Regions from separate parts of the Ovis aries genome. Here region 2 is linked to region 1. A link is a contact called in public Hi-C data. All regions are on one chromosome and are shown on one strand. The core of a region is the stretch at or near the end of the contact, and the rest is flanking DNA. Distances in the headings are between cores, read along the strand shown.

Evidence for each region. Hi-C and Micro-C count contacts between places; a contact is called where the count stands out from the background.
Region 2: a Hi-C map of skin fibroblasts shows a contact between it and region 1, with 3 times the contacts expected there. The contact joins the promoter of CRTC2 here to the promoter of S100A6 in region 1. A contact is called at or near these places in 2 of 16 Hi-C or Micro-C datasets (omental adipose tissue and skin fibroblasts).

What each region holds. Positions count from the first base shown.
Region 1 is chr1:103,992,195-103,998,052 of ARS-UI_Ramb_v3.0, reverse strand. S100A6 (S100 calcium binding protein A6) reads left to right here and starts at 3,281. Exons shown (of 3, transcript XM_042243274.1): 1 at 3,281-3,320; 2 at 3,920-4,138; 3 at 4,499-4,670. The coding sequence starts at 3,281. The coding sequence ends at 4,635. It overlaps S100A5 (S100 calcium binding protein A5), which reads left to right. Exons shown (of 3, transcript XM_012181831.5): 3 at 1,363-1,640. The coding sequence ends at 1,506.
Region 2 is chr1:104,342,338-104,348,121 of ARS-UI_Ramb_v3.0, reverse strand. It overlaps CRTC2 (CREB regulated transcription coactivator 2), which reads left to right and starts at 4,279. Exons shown (of 13, transcript XM_060414435.1): 1 at 4,279-4,567. The coding sequence starts at 4,415. It overlaps SLC39A1 (solute carrier family 39 member 1), which reads left to right and starts at 553. Exons shown (of 3, transcript NM_001163600.1): 1 at 553-739; 2 at 906-1,036; 3 at 2,167-2,823. The coding sequence starts at 553. The coding sequence ends at 2,823.

The DNA.
Region 1 (5,858 bases), core at 2,032-4,531:
AGACTTCCAGGTTGAGGCTGGGTTCCTGCAGCTGTGGAATCTGTGAGAGGAATGGGGTGGGTGGTGGGTGAGGGCGTTCAGCGGTCCAGGTCAGCTATGCAAAACTCACAGGCAGGGCTCCCACCTGGTCCTGCTCTGTGCGTCCACCACTGCTGGGGCTTTCAGCTGATGCTGACGGGGGACCCCAAAGGACCATTCTGCTAGTTTGTGAACACAGGTTGGAAGGAAGCAGAACTGATTCTTACCAGATGGAGGTGGTGGGAGGGAGGCAACTGAAGAGGGAGAGGCCTACGTGGCAGTCATCACATTATTGTTACACTTAAAAAAAAATTGAGGCTCAGATACATTATACAATCTCCAGCTAGTGGGAGGCTGGAATTCCAGGCCAGCTCCACGTATCACTCTCCCTCTTTCCTTTAAAATCAGCCTGGGTCAGGGGGCTCTCCTGCGGCATCCTGAACCTTAGCGGACCTCCCTAGAGAAAAGTGGGAAGGCGTCTCTGTGGACAGGGGACCAAAGCACGTGTGGGTGTCACCAGGCCTCCCCTCTGGCCTTCCTGCCTACTTCTCTGCATCCTGGAGTTAATGAGGGCAGAGGGAGGGGCCGTGGGTCCAGCAGGGTTAATTACAGGGAGACGGAGGCCCTGGGGAGGGCCTGGCTTTAACAGGAGCCCAGACTGGGGACAAGCACGGCGTCACAGAGAGGCTGTTTCCATCTCCGTATGTCCCGACGTCCTGTCTCCTGTGGCAAAGCTGGAGTGGAGGGCAGCGAAGAGGAGCGGGCAGGATGTGCCTGTATTTTCTTCCTGTTCCCCCCAAGCGCCCTGTCTCCCTCCTCTTGTAGAGCTGAGCTGGGAGGGCAGGGGACCAGACAGAGAGCAGGCCTGGGTGCCATGCACTCATTCCATACAGCTGTCCTGCAGGCTCTCCTAGCTAGGGAACACAGAGCTCTAACCACTGCTCTCGTGGAGGGATGTGTGATCTGCTTGCGTTCTGAACGATCCCCAACAGGGACAGAGTAAGACTTGGATGCTGCTCAGGGCCAGTATAGTCACCAAGCTGTTTCTATGAGGTGTTGTAGGAAATCTAGCTGTTTCTTTGAATGGTAGAAATTGTTGAGAGGAAGAGGGGCGCCTGCAGTAGCTGTACTCTAGTCATTTGTTCAGGTTGAGGAGTCAGGGCACGGAGGCTCTGCTAGGTGTCAGATCCCATGCTGGCTGTGGCCTGGGGGGAGGCTCTGGGGGTTGAGATGCTCCGTGTTGCTGACTCAGCTGGGGATCAGCCTGAGGCCACCTTCCCAGGGGCCACCGCAGGGCTGGGAGAGGTGGCTGGCTGACCTGTCTCTCTATCTGGGCCCTCGAAGAAGATGAGGGAGAGCAGCATTGACGACCTGATGAAGAGCTTGGACAAGAACAGCGACCAGGAGATTGACTTCAAGGAGTACTCGGTGTTCCTGACCACGCTGTGCATGGCCTACAACGACTTCTTTCTGGAGGAGAGCCAATGACCGGGGCCTGGTCCCTGGCCCCTGCAGCTCTGTTCACAAACCCTGCATGGCCCCTCACCTTCCCCTCCCTCCCAGACAGACCCTGCTTCAGCCTTGCCCTCCAGCAGAGGAATAAAGGTTTTCCATTCCAGGTGTCCAGGGCTGGTTTGGTAGATTCTTTTCCACCTTCGCTGGGGTGGGGTGGGGCCAGGCAGAGTTTCTCCTTGAGTAAATGGACAGCCTCTGGGACTTAGGGTTCTGAGTCTTTCAGAGTGGGTGTGACTAATCTTATCCAGGCGTAGTCTTGCCCTCCACACACACACACACACACAAATGGGGAAGCGGGGCCAGGCTTTTGCTTGTCTCGAGGGAATGCTGCAAGTATGCAGAGAAAGCTGCTGAGGCAAAGTGCTCAGGGAACGAGGACACGGGTGAAATCCTTAGGTGCTTTTTCAGGAGCTCCAAAGAGCTCTGGTACCATAGCCCTTTATGTCTCAGCATAGCAAAGAATTCAGCAAGAGGCTAAGTGATAGAAAAGAAGTGATTTACTGGAAGAGAACGATTGTGAGGTTTACAAGTGGGTGAGTGAGAGATACCGGGCCCTAAGAACTTACTGGGTTACAATTTTACAATCAGAGGAAAGGTGAGGAGGGGGAGAAGACCTTTGTCTTTCTTAGAAGACATCATGCTTCCATCATTAACTCCTCCTCTGGGTTGAGCAGGGAGTTTTCTTGTCTCTACATGGTCAAGTTAGGTCCACAAATTACTGTTTTTTATGTGTACAGAGAGCATGACCTCGGGATCATTAACTTACTGAGCTCACTGGGCAGTATGTGGGGCTCATACCATCACTGTTTTGTTGTTTGGGGCTATGTCTTATGTTTCTGATGCATTGTTTCGTTGCTAAGCAAGCCTGCTTGGTTTTGTGGCTAAGCAAACCCACTTTCTTGAGTAATCATCAATTCATAGGGGTCTCTTATACTTTTTCTACCTATAGTCCCCTAGTGGGATTAACTGTCCCACTACTTTGCCCCTTTATTCTGTCCCTTTCACTGGGGGCAGCTGGGATTTGGTTCCTGAGGGCAGTGGTGGGCAGGCCAGAATGACTTGTCCCTGGCTCACAGGAGGCTCTCCCTCCCCCCAACCCCAACACACTAAGAAAACAGAGTCTGGCCTTGACCTCCAGGCCAGGCCCTTCTCCTCCATTTCCCCCTTTGCAACGAGCCCCATCCCCCATCATCTCTGGGGTCCAGAGATTTCTGCTGTCCCCACTTCTCCATAGCAAAATCCTTTCTTAGGAGAGGATCTGAAAAACTTTGCAGTGGAGGGTAAATAACTAATGACACAGGGCTCTGCTCGCCTGGGTGTGCGTGCACTTTAAAGGGCAAGAGGTTCCGAGTGGAATTCGGGAGGGGCGTGGGGTGGGGGAAGGGAGGGGGTGGTGGCGGCAGGAATTTATTGTCCCTAGTGGGATGGGTGTTCCAGAGGCCCTGTCACTTCTATCCTTCATCGAGGGTTTTCCCAGGATAGCCACCCTCTTACTTCTACACGGACAGACAGACAGACAGACAGACAGACAGACAGACACACACACAGTCGCTGCCCGGTTCTCCGCCTCCTCCCCTTGCCCTGTCACATCAAGACATGGGGGACAAAATGAGGTTGGGAGATTAGGAGGTCTTCCTTAAGCCCCTCACACCCACCCCACGGAGCCCCGAAAAGCCGGGGCAGGGGACATGCAAAGTTCGGCCTGGGTACTGTGTAAAGAGCCTGCAGGGTGGGGCGTGGGGGGGACATGGGCGGCGGGGGCGCTTTCGCTGACCGGCTTCCCTGCGGCGCAACTATAGGGCGGGCTGGCCGACCACTCAGCCTTCCGCTCGGTCGCTCCCTTCTCGTTTCGCTGCAACCGGCGGTGAGTTCTCCCCAGGGCCGCCGCCGGCGCTCCCTGGTCCGCTGGCATTCAGAGTAGGCCGGTGGCGGGGAGAGGCAGGCCGTGTCAGGCTGGCCCCGGGCTAAGGCATCCTATGGGGCAGCTCTCACAGCGGGCCTGGGAGGCTGCAGGAGGGTGCGTCCCAGGCGTGGGGTGAGTCAGTGCCACGGTATGTAGTCCTGTGAGGATGTGTGCGTGTGTGTGTGTGTGTGTGTGTGTGTGTGTGGCGGGGGGACGGCGGCTGGGTGTGCAGCCTCCAGCCCACACTCCCAGCATACTCCTCAACTTTCTTGGAACCCCTAGAGGAGAGTTCTCAACTGTGGTCCTATTTATTTCTTAGGATCCTAGAACCACCTCTGCTCTGGTTCCCTTCTCTGCAGGACACTCATCTCTTGGCCCTAGAGTCTGCCCTCCCCTCCCCTTCCAGCCCTGGGCTTTCTCCATCAAGGCTCACCTCATTCTAGCCAAAGGGAGTCGAAGGGATTGCTTGACAGTGGTCTTGAGGTGTGTGGGTGAGTGAGAAAGCCTTGCTGCCCAGGCTGCTGACCTGTCCCGCTGCCTGCACCTCTGAGCCCAGTCTTCAGCTATGGGGACACCCCCTGGATCAGGCCATTAGCCTCCTGGTGGTCATCTGCCACAAGTACTCCGGCCATGATGGTGACGAGAACACCCTGAGCAAGAAGGAGCTGAAAGAGCTTGTCCAGAAGGAGCTCACCCTTGGGGAGATGAGTGAGCCTCCCAGGCCCCCTCTCCCCACCTCCCACTCTTTAGCAGCAGGATTGGGAGAGGACGGGGTGCCAGGTGCATCTGACTCACCCCTGTCCACATTCCAGGGCCCTAGACCACATGTCTTACCGTTGGTTCACACTCCTGCGGGGCTGGGGCTACTCTCAGCCTGGTATTCCCTCCCTTGAGTGAGGGACAGAGGAGGGGTAAAGCCAAGTGAACCCAAGGTGGAACTGGATCTTTGGTGACGAGTGAGAACAGAGACACTTGTATGAGAGAAGGCTGCCTGGGAGGGGGAAATGCAGAGAACTCAAGGTCTCATCACCATTGAGTCTGGCTTTCCCATTCTGACACATTAAAAGATGCAGGATGCGGAAACCGCAGAGCTAATGGACGAAATGGACCAGAACAAGGACCAGGTGGTGAACTTCCAAGAATATGTCACCTTCCTGGGGGCCTTGGCTATGAGCTACAATGAACTTCTCCGGGACTGAAAATAAATTGGGAGGTGGAGACGCCCTCTATCTGATCTGTCTGTCTAATGGTGGTAATTGTACGATAAAATTATGATTATTTTTTGTTTAAATCTACCCCTGTGTCCTGGCTTCCCAGTGATTTCTGTCTCCTCCTCTGCTTGATGCCGCATCAACCATCAGAAGGTTACAGTTACCTCTGGGAGTGACTCAGTGACTCACCAGGCCAGGAAAACTGGTGGGAAGGCTCACAAGATGGTGGATGTACCCTAACAGAGTGGCTGTGAGTTCATAAGCTGGCTTTGATGTGGATTAGAAAAGATGTCCACTCTGGGTGAAGCCGCCTTAAAGGAAAGGCTTGAGGGGTCCCCAGGCTTCCTGGTGGTGCTAGTGGTAAAGAACCGCCTGCCAGTGCAGGAGACAGGAGAGATGGGGGTTTGATCCCTGGGTCAGGAAGATCCTCTGGAGGAGGGCATGGCAACCCACTCCAGTATTCTTGCCTGGAGAATCCCATGGACAGAGGAGCCTGGCGGGCTATGGTCCATGGAGTTGCAAAGAGTCGAACACGGCTGAAGTGACTTAGCACACACACACACCCAAGCGGTCCCCAGTAGAGTGGGTTCTGGGATGGGCTTGGAGGAAATGGTGCTTGAGTCAGGCTGTGTTGAGCCCAGAGTGGAGCAGAGATGGTCCTAGCAAGGTCCCTGATTATGAAGACTTATTTTTGCTCTGGGTATGGTCAGAGCGGAAGAGTCACAAGCGCTGGGAGGCGGGGCTGGTCCACATTCTCACCACAGTGAAGTGGGGGCAGAGGAGGTGCCACTGACATGCCCAGCCCCTGGTCAAGGAGTGTTCTGTCATTCTGTTGAGACCACCACAGACAGACAGGACACTGGATGCTTGAGTTCCATTCTGATGCCTATGCCCTGGGTGGTCGAAGTGGGGAAGCACGCTTCAGGAGTCTGACCGTGCATTCAGGGGACAGGGTTCTTTGTACTAGGGGTGGTGGTCTGAGAAGCTGGCAGCTGTGTCAATATGTGAATCATGGGGTGTTCGTGAAAGGGGTGGAGTGGGGGGGTCCTCAGGATGGGGTGGGGATCCCAGGGCTGGGCAACCATGGCTTCAAGCTTTTCTGTCAATATTGATCCAGCCAATCCCTACAGCCTTAGCAGAATGAATCACCCCGGTTATTCCATCAGAGCCAAGCCTCATTCTCAGCCCCCATCAGGGAAGGTGAGTAACTG
Region 2 (5,784 bases), core at 3,030-5,529, 350 kb before region 1:
CCCCGGACTCCTAGGGCCCCTCTTTGGTCTTCTGTCCCGACATCCCAGCCCTTGGCTTGCAACAGTCACTGTCTACTTTCAGAGGGATGGCGGCGCTGGGGAAATGGGAGCGGGAAAGCACCCCAACTCGCCCTGTTCAGGTGGTCCACGAAGCTATCCGTGACATCTCTTCTTGAACCCTTTTCGCTTCATCCATTCCTTCCTGGAGGGGGCGGCTGGCGTCTCCTTTGCTTAAAGGAGCCCAGCTCCCTAGTTTTCTGGGCGCCTCATGTGAAAGAGTAATGAGCTATTCACACAGTCCCCATACCTCAGTTTCCCCCTTGCTAGGTCCCTGAATAATTCACTTGAAAGGGATAAAATAGGGGAAAGAGGAGTAGCCTCAGGTCAGGAGTGGATGAGTCACTCTGGGATAGGGAAGGTCAGAAAGTGGCTGGGATGAGCGAGCTGCATTCTGCGGGCCATCCTTCCCTTTTCTTTGATACCATATTTCCCTTGTGACCCACTCACTCTATCTTCCTAGGTCTGAGAGTCATTGGAGCTACCGCAGCCACCATGGGGCCCTGGGGAGAGCCAGAGCTCCTGGTGTGGCGCCCCGAGGCAGCAGCCTCAGAGGCCCCAGTGCCCATGGGACTGGAGGTGAAGTTGGGGGCCCTGGTGCTGTTGCTGGTGCTCACCCTCATCTGCAGTCTAGTGCCCGTCTGTGTGCTGCGGCGGCTGGGAGCTAACCCTGAAGCCTCAGGTAAGCCTCTCCTTTCCCCTGTTCCATGATGCTTGGCTTAGGGAAGTCCCTGGGGTTAAGGAAGTGGACCTAAGGGGGGACAGCAAGAGTGACCATTGCTTTGATTGGGTAGTGGGGCCTAAAGGGGGTTCATTTACTGATTCCTCTGTGTTCCACTCCTGCCCAGCCTCCCGCCAAAAAGCCCTGAGCCTTGTAAGCTGCTTTGCGGGCGGTGTCTTTCTGGCCACATGTCTCTTGGACCTGCTGCCTGACTACCTGGGTGCTATAGACGAGGCCCTGGCAGCCCTGCATGTGACGGTGAGCCCTGGCCATCTGCATGTGACCCTGTGTATGTGGACGCTCAGTCACACACTCCAGGAGAGGTGGTTTGTATGGATCTGTTTGTATGTCACTCTATGACTGTACGAGGACTCTTGGCCTGTGACCCCATGAGCTGTGATTTTTAGTCACAGAGCAGCACAACTTTGTGGGTTCTTACGCCCTCAGTCCTTACGTGACCTCTGTGTACCCTTTGAGACAGTGTGAGGAACCTTATTACCAGGTGCATGATCTACTTTGTGGGTGTCTCTAGTTCCAGCTTCCAGGAAGATACTAGCACTCCAAGAATCCTCTTTACCCTCTCAGCACTTTCCTGAAGGGTTGGAGATAGAGGTCCCTGCCCTACAGGCCTGGGATGGGTAGGAGGCAATTTCCAGGGACCTGGTGTTTCTATAGCCCAAGGAAGAAGGATATGGGGAAGATCATGTCCAAGGCACAGAACAGTCTTATTGGAAAAACTGAGACGGTTGGAGGAACTGAGGAAGTAACACTGACTGTAACCATTTATGTCTGTGACTGAGTGACCTGTGTCTCTGTGTGACTGTGTGTAAGCCTCATTGTCCCTGTGACAGTATGTGGCTTAGTGTGTGAGCACTTGGGAAAGAGGGCCAGTGTGTGGCCTACATGTCACACTTTGCTACGTCAGTGACTTTCAACTGGGGGTGATTTTGCCACCTTTCCAATCCACCCCCCTCCTACCCACCAGGAAACATTCAGTAATGAAATATTTTTGGTTGTCCCAACTCAGGGAGGGAGGGCTTGCCTTGCTACTAGCATCTAATGAGTATAGGCTAGGGATGCTGCTAAACATCCAACAGGGCACAGGGCAGCCCTCTACAACAAAGAACTGTCCGATCCAAAATGTTAATAGTACCAAAATTGAGAAACCGTGGTTTCCATGTAACGCTGGGAGTGACACCATAATCTGTATGGCTGTATGTCATTCTCAGTCTGTGGCACCACGTGACTGTATTTTTGCATAACTGAGAGTGGCTTTGTGTTTGTGTGGGACCCCAGGTCTGGGTAACTGGGACTAAACTCTGCATATGACTCTTCCTCTCCCTTCTTGGCCTGTCTCCTGAACTCCATGCTGTCCCCTCTGCCCGCAGCTCCAGTTCCCTCTCCAAGAGTTCATCCTGGCCATGGGCTTCTTCCTGGTCCTGGTGATGGAGCAGATCACGCTGGCTTACAAGGAACAGTCGGGACCACCACCTCGAGAGGAGACAAGGGCTCTGCTTGGAACAGTGAATGGTGGGCCACAGCACTGGCACGATGGACTGGGGGTCCCACAGGCAGGCGGAGCCTCATCAGCTCCCTCAGCGCTGCGTGCCTCTGTATTGGTCTTCTCGCTGGCCCTGCATTCAGTGTTTGAAGGGCTGGCGGTGGGGCTGCAGCGAGACCAGGCTCGGGCCATGGAGTTGTGCCTGGCTTTGGTGCTCCATAAGGGTATCCTGGCAGTCAGCTTGTCCCTGCGGCTGCTGCAGAGCCACCTGCGAGCACAGGTGGTGGCTGGCTGTGGGATCCTCTTCTCATGCATGACACCCCTGGGCATTGGACTGGGTACAGCTCTGGCAGAGTCAGCTGGGCCACTACACCAGCTCGCCCAGTCTGTGCTGGAGGGCATGGCGGCTGGCACCTTTCTCTATATCACCTTCCTGGAAATCCTGCCCCAGGAGTTGGCCACTTCTGAGCAGAGAATCCTCAAGGTCATTCTGCTTCTAGCAGGCTTTGCCCTGCTCACTGGCCTGCTCTTTATCCAAATCTAGAAAGCTCCAAGACAGGCAGGGAAGGTTGGGTACCACGTGCCCTTGACCTCCCTCCCCCTCTCCCAGTGTGTGGGGAAAAGGAAGGAGTGGGGAAGGGAGGTATTGAGGGCCAAAAAGTTCTTTGGGAGATAGGCTTGGAGCCTTTGAGACTGTTTGTCCAATGAGAGGAAATTGGGCAGACAAGAGCCTGACCCCCAGGCCCAAGGGACAAAAGATGGTCAAGTCACTAGAGATATGATTAAGGGACATCAGGATTAGGGAAGACAGTGAGTGCTAGTATCAGGGGTCAGACACTACACATAGGGACAAGTGGATACTTGTAAGGCTGGAGGTGAGCACCCAACCGCTATGGGGGAATAGAGGCATAGAGAAGGCATAGGCTGAATTGGCAGTCCTATTGGTTCTAGCCCATTTCAGCCCTCTTTCACTTGGAGTGGTTTCCTCCTACTTTTCTTAGCTCCTACTTTCATATCTATCTTCCTCTTCCCTTCTCCCAGAGGACTAGTGCCAAATGGCCTCTTCCTGCCAGTTTTGGTACCTCCTCTGGCTTCTCCAGTCCTGCTCACTACTCTCTTTTTAAAGTGCCAAATAAATCCCCTCCTTCTTTCTCAAAGCACAAGTGAAGGTGCTGAGCCCTGGCCAGCACATCAGTGGAAGGGTTCTCCTTGTTTTGGTCCCAGATGGTGAGCTGTGGTAGAAATGTTTGCTGAGCTGGGGATGGGGGCATGTTGGCAGAGTTACCACCCCCCCCCATTACTGTGCTGCACCCTAGGAGTACTGAACATGCACACGGTGCCCCAAGCCTAGATGATAAACACTGAGCTGCCAAAATTTTTTTTATACTAGAGGATCCCAAGGGGGAAGGGGAAGGCTCACCCCCAGGGTTATTTTTGGGGGAGGGAGGGCTATGCATAGGGCCATATTCTCTAGAATCTATTTTACTAACTGACCTGTTTTGGGAAATGTTACCCAAATAAAACAAGTTTCTATACATCTGTTCGGTATCTGATTCATTTGTCTTGGGCAAGGGGTGGGCACGTGGGGAATCTGAGAGAGTCTGAGTTTCAGATGTTTAGAGCTGTTTTAATATGCCTGGTTTTACTGTCTTCATTCAGGCCCCTCTAGTCCCTTTCCCAGAAAATGACCAAAATTTTCCTCTTGTCTCTTCCTGCTTCCCTCCCTGTCTCCACCCCTTCCTTTTCCTCCCTTTTTCCTTTACTCTCTTTAAACCCTCGCCCTTCGCATTTGTAGGCTCTGGACCAATATAGAACTACATTTCCCAGTTTGCCCCACGCAGGGAGGAACCGAGAGGGAGGAGCAAAATCCCCGGGTCCCGGAGTCAACAGGGCTGCTGGGAAATGGTGTCCGTTTCCTCTCTCGTATTGCGTGACTGAGGCTGTTAAAGAGTCACGTAAACAAACTACAATTCCCGGCGGTCCCCGCGCGCAGCAGGTCAGGGCTAGGCTGGGGCCGGGTTCGCGGTGCTCGCTGAGGCGGCGGCGGCGGCTACGGCTGGAAGAGCCGGGCCGGGGCCCGCGGCGGAGGCCGTGGCTTGTATTGGGAGGGTGGCGGGGAGGGACGGGGGAGGAAGATGGCGACGTCGGGAGCAAACGGGCCCGGTTCGGCCACGGCCTCAGCTTCCAATCCGCGTAAGTTTAGTGAGAAGATCGCGCTGCAGAAGCAGCGTCAGGCCGAGGAGACGGCGGCCTTCGAGGAGGTGATGATGGACATCGGCTCCACCCGGGTAAGGGGCCGCCTCGGGAAGCGGGAGCCGAGCAGAGCTGTCCCAGAGCGGCGAGCCGAGAGGCGGGGCGGGGGCGGGAGCCGTAGCGAAAGAGGCGGAACGCGGCAGGGACAGCGGGCGCCGCCGTCTGGGAGGCGCGGGTGGAGGGTCCGAGGGCAGGAAGACGGATTTTGCGGGAGGAGGTAGAAACTCCTGAGAGGTTGGAGAGTTTGGGAACGACTGGGAAGGCGGAGTAAGTGAGGCAGGAATGGACACGGAGAGATGGTCCCCGAAACCCTGAGGAGTTAGGAGGTGGGTGGTCCTTGTGCATCTCTGAGGGACTCAGCATCTTCGATATTGGGTTACGGGGCGGGGTGGGGGGTTGGCCTGCTCGCCCTAGTCTGGCTTCTCTGAATTGGTGATCTCCTCTTATATGGTCTCTCTGCCTTGTTGCGCTACTCTCGGCACTTAGTGTCTCCGGGAAAGGGCCCCATGAGTGGTTTGAACTGGGTATAGTGGGGCAGGAAGTCCCCTCCTGCGTCCCGTCCCTTTGCTTCCTTTTTCAAATACTTCTTGTGGTTTCCTGACGTGAATGAAGGTGAGGTCCATTGCTCACAGACTGGTGCTTGGTATTTTGCCCTGGTCGCCTTGGAGGAGAGAGAGGGCTTTGGATCTCGAAAGGGGGTAGGTAACCAGTAAGCTATCAGTTATGTGGAACCGATGCTTTGCTGAACTTTCTAGGGAGATGGGCGTTTGGGGGGTTAGTTATGGGGTGCTTGGAGGGTCTTCTGTAGGGAGGAAATATTCATTCCTACGCAGTTCCAGAAATAAAGCATCCTGGCAGAATTGCTTCTGAAGCTACCTAGACCCCTGCCACCCCGATCTTGGTGTCTTGCTTCCCATGGCTGGATGTCAGGGAGAGGTGGGGTGGGAGTTTGCCCAGCTGGTATGCAGTCCTAATTTAGGGACACATTATTCTCAAACAGCAGGTGAGGATATTGCAGTGATCCCTCCTGGCCGGAAGTTAGAAGGAATGTAAAGCTTGATGGATGGCCGAACATGAATACCACATTTCAAAGTTCTTTCTGCTGGTCTGACTGCCTTTGATTGAATCTGTCTGTGACTGGGACTCTGGTTGTATTTGTCTGTGTGTCTCCGTTACCTCTGTTAGTCTTTTTTGTGCTTTTTTACTTTTTTTTCTGAGTCTCTAGAGACCATGTGTCCTAGTTTTGGGGAAT